Linked DNA regions of Mus musculus: region 2 is linked to region 1. Evidence: chromatin contacts called from public promoter capture Hi-C data. All regions are on one chromosome and are shown on one strand. The core of a region is the stretch at or near the end of the contact, and the rest is flanking DNA. Distances in the headings are between cores, read along the strand shown. Region 1 holds the start of Kctd9 (potassium channel tetramerisation domain containing 9). Region 2 holds the start of Ccar2 (cell cycle activator and apoptosis regulator 2).

Evidence for each region. Promoter capture Hi-C pulls out the DNA fragments that hold promoters and counts their contacts.
Region 2: a promoter capture Hi-C map of liver shows a contact between it and region 1, with 4 times the contacts expected there. The contact joins the promoter of Ccar2 here to the promoter of Kctd9 in region 1. A contact is called at or near these places in 4 of 39 promoter capture datasets (cranial neural crest, liver, pre-B cells and 1 more).

What each region holds. Positions count from the first base shown.
Region 1 is chr14:67,714,315-67,717,778 of GRCm38.p6, forward strand. Kctd9 (potassium channel tetramerisation domain containing 9) reads left to right here and starts at 1,784. Exons shown (of 12, transcript NM_001111028.1): 1 at 1,784-2,070. The coding sequence starts at 2,023. Cdca2 (cell division cycle associated 2) reads right to left here and starts at 1,296. Exons shown (of 15, transcript NM_001110162.1): 1 at 910-1,296; 2 at 628-691; 3 at 369-542. The coding sequence starts at 691.
Region 2 is chr14:70,151,893-70,155,356 of GRCm38.p6, forward strand. It overlaps Ccar2 (cell cycle activator and apoptosis regulator 2), which reads right to left and starts at 1,899. Exons shown (of 21, transcript NM_146055.3): 1 at 1,735-1,899; 2 at 772-865; 3 at 481-572; 4 at 1-79. The coding sequence starts at 829. It overlaps 9930012K11Rik (RIKEN cDNA 9930012K11 gene), which reads right to left. Exons shown (of 7, transcript NM_001112735.1): 7 at 2,513-3,384. The coding sequence ends at 3,276.

The sequences.
Region 1 (3,464 bases), core at 534-3,033:
CCCTAGCCCTAGATTTACTTCTCCATTGGGAATTTCATTCCTGAAGCTAAAGAAAATCATTATCTGGGTCAATTTTCTGTTTGGGATTTTTGAATGAGGCACACGGCCTTGTCACTTTTACCGGTTCTCAACTACCTTTCAATGCCCTCTGATTTTCATACACACTGTTTTCTAGGGTGCACACAAAGCACAACTGATTCAGAAACATTGCTCTATTTGCTGAGCTGTGCCGAACAAGCAAGTCTGCAGGGTCAGCATAAATACACACAGAAGGAGTGTCAGGCAGTACAGACATGTATAATTGGGGCCTACTACAGTTACTGTTAAATTTGAAAAAAAAAACTATGCAATCCAAGAACTTCTCTTACCGGAAGAGGTCTTAACAAAGCTTTCAGGTGTAATTCCCAACTGCTCTACGGTTACTGTGGTGAAGTCCAAAGGTGACTTAAAGGTATCAGGGGTGCAAAGATTAGGAGTCGCATCTGCTACATGCTTCTGAGGAGTCACAAACGGTTCAGTTCCCAATCTAAAAACGTCATTTTCTGAAAACGGACAGCACATTGGGGGTGTTAATACATCAAAACACTCAAATCTTCCATCTAACGAGGGCAACAGGTCACCACATACCAGAATTATTAAGGACACACTCCTTGGATTCAGAGAGAGGCTTGTCGTGTGAACTCGCATCCATCTAAAAGATGAGGAAGTTAGAGAAAAAAATGTGAAAAATAACCTCACTATAAGCCAAAAACAATGTGACAGAACTCTAAGGCAATCAATACCAGGGGACCACAGGCTGGGGCGTTCTGATTAAAGAAACGGCGGGAGGTACTATTGACTAAACAAAGCGGACCGAACTGATTTATCAGGGCTTTGCATCCCTGAACCCCGGCCGGATAGCAGGCCTACCTCTCCCGCCCAGGACCCTGCGCGTTCCCTCGGACGACTACGACAAGCGTCGCGGAGGCTCCGTTTCAGAGAGCACCAGAGGCCGGGGAAGGGAGCCGGGCTGGCCTCCTGCCGGCCGCTGCACACCAGACACACCACGTCCGGCCGAAGCGGTCAAGCTTCACTTGCCCGCCAGCAAATTCAAACCGCGGCCACGCCCCCGCGGAGGGATACCCACGAGCCGTGGACCACGTGTGACGTGGGTACCGCTCCCTCCGGGCCTCACCCTCGTGCTTTCGAACGGCGCAGGGAGACCTCCGTGGATCCCGGAAAAAACACGGCCAGCCCTAAATGACCCTGGCGAGACAGAGCTGCAGCAAAAAGGTGTCCTGGGGTCTACCAGTGAGTTCCGCGGAGCAACACTTCAAATGCCACCCCAAACCTTGGATTGGCTGCTGGAAACTTCGAAAATGAATCACTAGACCAATCGAGACAGAACCGCCGGATGGCTAGTTTACCCTATTAGCCAATCCCGATACCAACCGTTACCTCGGTGGGTGGGTACAGTAGAAGGGGCAAAAGCCTAGCGAGGAGCTGATTGGTCTATGGGACTTCGGCGTCCCGCCTCTTCCTTAGACCCAGTCTCTTTATGCAAATGAGCACTCCTACACTCCAACGTGCGCCTGCTCAGTAACGCTTAGAGCGGCCCTTTGCCCAGTAGGTTCTTCTCTGATTCGCTGATACTCCATTCCGTCAACCAGCCCTCAGCCTCTCTTTCCTTCCACCGCCGTCTAGTGTTACTCTGAGCCCACCCCCCAGCCGGACTCTGATTGGCTAAATACTGGCCGGTACAGCGTGTTGATTGGCGCAGCTCAGCGTCGGTCTGGGCGCGGTTGGGGGGAAGGGCCGCTAGCAGGCTGAGGAGCCTAGGGGCGGGGTGGGAAGGAGGATCGGCCAACCCCGGGGTGTGGGACTGAGGGTGCGTGCGTGAGGAGTGTGGGGCCGACCAGGAAGGTGGCGAAGGGCGGAGAGTCCGGGTGGGAGGCGGGAGGGGTCTCGCGGGCGCGGAGCGCGGCGGGTGGCGGGCCGGGAGCGAGGGTGGCGGCTCCCTCAGGACCCGGCGCGGGCGGCGCGATGCGGCGGGTCACGCTGTTCTTGAACGGCAGCCCGAGCAACGGCAAGGTAAGCGGTAGCGGGGGCGCGACCCGGGGACCCCCGCAGCCTCCGACAGCCCGGGGCTGCTCTGCCGGCGGGGCTCCGAGGCGCCACTGTCACCTGAGCAGCTGGCCGAGGTCCCCTCCCACCTTCCCGCTGCGCCTTCCTGTCCTTATCGGTGCTGAGTAATGCTCTGCCCGGGGAGGAGGCAGTGATCATGGAGGCGGGTGACCCTGGCCAGGTCGGGAGAAGAAAACTCCAGGGGACAGTCGAGTGACATCCTCAGAATGTGGACCTGGTCTGAACCACTTTCCTTCTCTCTCAAGGTGCCCCGGGCCCCTTGCCCCGCCACCGTGCAAACTTTTATACATGTTTTACTGTGCCGCCTTGTTTTTGATTCCTTAGAGGACAGTGACAGCAGACCTTCGGAATGACTTGATTTGACAGTAGCCTTAGCTGCATTTAGGCCTCTGTGGAGGGCGTGGTGCTAAATATTTTTCCGATGTTGCAGCTGCCTCTTGCCCCACCCTTGAAAGTTATTCTTTGGAAAATGTTGGCTGTTTCTGGCGGACTAGTAATGTGTGGTTAAATGACTGCCCCACACATACCTAAGCCTGATTAAAGTCTCAAAAGTAATGAACCCTTTTAAAGTTTCAGTTCAAGGTACATTGGCTCCACTCTGTAATTGACCAGAATACTCTGATTGCCCCGCGTATACATAGCAGAACTAACTATTCAAGGGCATTAAAGTGGTGCGGGGGAAGGGGGTGATGAGGGGTAGGGGAGCGATGTCCTTCAACCACTCTGCAGTTTTGAATAAACAGATTCTGGAAATCTGATCCACAGTGGGGTTTGTGCTCTGCGATTTTATTTTCTTAAAGATTGGATATTCACACAAAAATAGTAGCCACATAAGCTCAGCCAGTGCTTCAGAAATACAGGCTAAAAAGGCTGTCACTTCTGATCATCAGCTGTTCCTGGGCCACGCTGTAGTTGGCTAGTAGACTGTGTCGGTTTTTATTGAGAGATTTAGTGTGCCCAGTGTTAACAGTCGTATTGATAAGCACTTTTCACCAGTGTCGACTCTTGTGTGACTCCCTGAAGTCGAAGTGATCAGAGTTCCTCATAAGTGCTCAGCTCTGCTCTAAATCTCTTCTGAGTTCACTGTATGCTATTGTCACTGTAAAACTGAGTGGCTTGCTCTGGGTATATTATTTAAATTTTTAAAAACTTTGGTTTTGTCTGTGAGTTTCCAGGTTAATTTTATTTACTTAGTAAAAAAATGTTGAGAATCTCCGAAGATTGGGGAAAGTACTTCTCAAATGAGTATGGGCACATATGCATTACAATGATCATAGGACTGAGCCGAAGAATATTAACATTTAATATTTTTAAAAAAACTATGTCCCACCATGTCCTAA
Region 2 (3,464 bases), core at 649-3,148, 2.4 Mb after region 1:
AGACTTCTTCATCTACCACCCCAAAGTAGTCATGCAAGCTGGTAACAATGCCTGTGAAGACTCGCTGCTTTTCCCCACTCTGCAAGAGAAGGATAGGTCAAAAGCAACAGGAAGTGACCTGAACAAAATCATGCTATGTCACTAGGGCCTCATCTCTAGCCACAGGGACTCGGCTCGTGGTATTACAGGAAAATTCACATGGGAAGAAAACCAGTGGGCACACAGCCTATCTGTGAAGAGGACAGACGCTAATACTTGACTTCATCCAAACCGCACCAAGACCTCTCTGGAGCCAGGTATTCAAGATTCCCCAACCTAAGAGTTGTCTGCGTTCCCCAACACTGGCCTACTACCAGGACAAAACCAAACCAACCAACCAAACAAAAAACCATTGTAACACAAGAAACAACACACAGCAGGCATCCAAACATACTAGGGTCGCCCCAAAGGGAAACTCGCTAGAAAGAGCACCCAACATACCTGAAGGTGCCTGGCATTTTGGGACAGGTCTGTGGCCACAGGAGGAGTAAGTAGACCAGGGGGAGGGCCCAAAAGAGATGTTGAAGCTGCGCCTATGGGGACAGAGAAGCAATCTCCAGGAATTGCACCTACTACCCGAAGCACTAGAAGATAGCCAGAGGATCTTATAAACCCAGAGGTCTAGGTGGCTCCAATCAGCTACTCAGACATTCAGAAAAACACCCAAGAGCCATAGTTTTTGAAACTGAGTCTCGAGCATGTTCTGAGTGTAACCAGTAAGGAGTTAAGCACCTGAGAAGTTGCGTCCCCCTGGAAGTGGGTTGATCCTCTGCCGCTTAAACTGGGACATTTGGAATACTGTCCTTTCAAGGTCTTGGGGGGAAACCTTCAATCAAAACAGAAAGAAGTTAGCAGCTCCAATGGAAAACTTCCATCTATTGGGGAGGGGGAGGGGGGATAGAAAATCTTAAGTAAAGCTTTTAAGGTGAAGAGGTGGGTCCTAAAATGGAAGAATGGAGAGGATGTAGAGGAGATGAAATTGGTAGTAACGTTACTCCAGTTTGTTCTCACAATAACCTAGTGGTGGGTGCTAGTGACATGCTGGTTTACAGACAAGGAAACTGGAGCTTTGAGATCCGGAGACTTGCCCAAGGCCACAAAACCAGGTAGTGACAGAGTGGGACTCACACCCAGGTCTCCCAACAACTTAGCACTCCTTTCACTATGTCACTGGCACCCCTTAGAGAAGCTGGAGGAGTGAGGGGCTGGAAGAGCTCCGGTGACATTCATTCATTCAAAAACATCCGCCAGAACACTCCACGCAGGGCCGGGGCAAAAAATAAAAATAAAAGGTGCGAGTAGCGGGTTGGTGATGCGGGCCCTCTCCCCGGAAGCCCGCCAGGCGTCTTTAGGACCCGCTGGTGGGAAGGGAGCTGTCCAGCCGGCCCTCGCCAAGCGGCCTGCACGCCGCTCCCTCCTCCTAGGTCCCGACCCTAGGCTCCGGCCTCCGCAGCCGCCTGCGCAGAGCTTTCCGGGCCGGGCCACCGAGAAGCCACCGTGGGAGGTTCACGGCGCGAGGTTTCTCCTCCTCCCGCCCGCCCCCAGGGCCGAGGCCGTTGCCAGGGCGACGGAGCTTGCAGTCCAGAGGGGCTCGGCTCTTTCCGCGACTGGCGCATCTTCGCCGTTCGGACCCCGCAGCCTCGCCACCCGAGAGAGACGGAGAGGCGGGGGCGCAGCAGGAGGCCCCCAACCCACCTGCGGGCCAGGGCCACGACACCAGGGGGACAAAGACACCCGGAACCACCGCAGCCGCCGCTGCCACCACCACCGGAAACGCCTCTCCGGAAGAGAGACCACTGGTCGGAAGCTGCCACTCTCCCGGATATGGTACCTCCCTCTTCTCCATCGACCTCTCCCTTCCCCCACACCAGCCTGCCATCCCGCTCCAACTGTGGAACGGAAGTGCGCCTTCCCAGATCCGATAATGCCTTCGGAAGCCGAGCTCGGTGGTGTCCTCTCTCAAGTGTCCCATCAGAAAAGTAAGCTCGAACCATTGGTTCCAGGTCTCAAAATGACTGGAACTGGACCCACTCCCACAAACACAAGGAAGGGGACTACCACTTACACACCCTGCTGTGCTCTACTAACCCCCAAGACTACAGCAACAAAAGAAGCAGGGCCTCCATTGGCTAGAGGAGGAGCGTGCCTACTGGGGGTCCATTTCCAGGGGATAGTCTTCTGACTAAAGCCAATGACCACCCCACCCCACCCCCATCCCTATTCCTGTCCTTTTCTTGACTGCACCATCAGCAAGGGGTAAGCATATCCGAAATCTATACCCAGACTCTCAAATATGAAACGTACACGATCTTAATGAAGTGGCTCTATCCAAAATCTTGCCAGAAATGTGGCTATTTTCACAACTATTAACAGTGAACACACACACACCTTCCTTTAACTTCTGGCCTCCCATCTCCCCACTCCTGTTTGCCTCCAGCATCACACCCTTCCCAGGTCATTTAACAGTCACAGCACACATTGAGAATGTTTAATGTTACTTCATCCTCCTAACAAGCTTATGAGGTAGGTAAGGTGGGTATCATGGTCCCAAGTAGGAAGCTGTGGCTCAGAAATTAAGAGACTTCGCTATGGTTAAACTCCAGGATAGAACACAGCATCTTAGAGTTGACCTTGCAAGTTATGTGTTGTTCCTCTCAATGTTCTTGACCTTCCCCCCATCCCTCATTCAGCCTTCAGGGGCTGTACTCCAGAGCCGTGACTCACTACAAAGGTACCCAAGGCAATGTTGTTCTTGGTCCTAGGGCTGCCGTCTCAGGTATGAGGAAGACATTAGAAGTCCACATTAGTAACTGTTCATTGTGGAATGAAGATCGGTGCCATCCTTCCAGTGACACCCCAAACACCAACCCTTTGGACGAATGATTCCATCAGATGGGGCAGACGGAAGTCCAACAAAGATTGCATAAACTTACATCTGCAACATGCTGACACACTCCCATACTAAACATGCTCTATGAGCACCTGATAAATAAGTCAATTCACATTGCCTAAGCCCAGAGATTTCTGATGAGGAGGAAGAGCCCTGGAAGAGTGCTGGAACTGCACTCAGGAACCTCTTGGGGATCCAGGGCTCCTTGCTTCGATGCTTAGAGATGGATTTGGCCTTCACCTTGAAGAGGAGCAAGCACCAATAGCTTTTCTTGGCAGTGCAGAGAAGCAGCAGTAAGCCAAAATGTGAGGGACTTCTTCCCAAGGTCACCAGGTACACCAAGAGGTCATACAGAAAGATTTTTTGCTCGTGGCTTCTTAACCACCAATGCTGGTATAAAGGTCTTCCGTTGGGAATGGCACGGAGTCCTGTCAGAGAGGTTTCTAAACTCCATCCTATAGAAAAGCAAAGGAAAGTTAGACAAGAAGAGAAAGAAAACAGACAAGAAGCTTTGCATACCTCCTGAGGAGAAGCT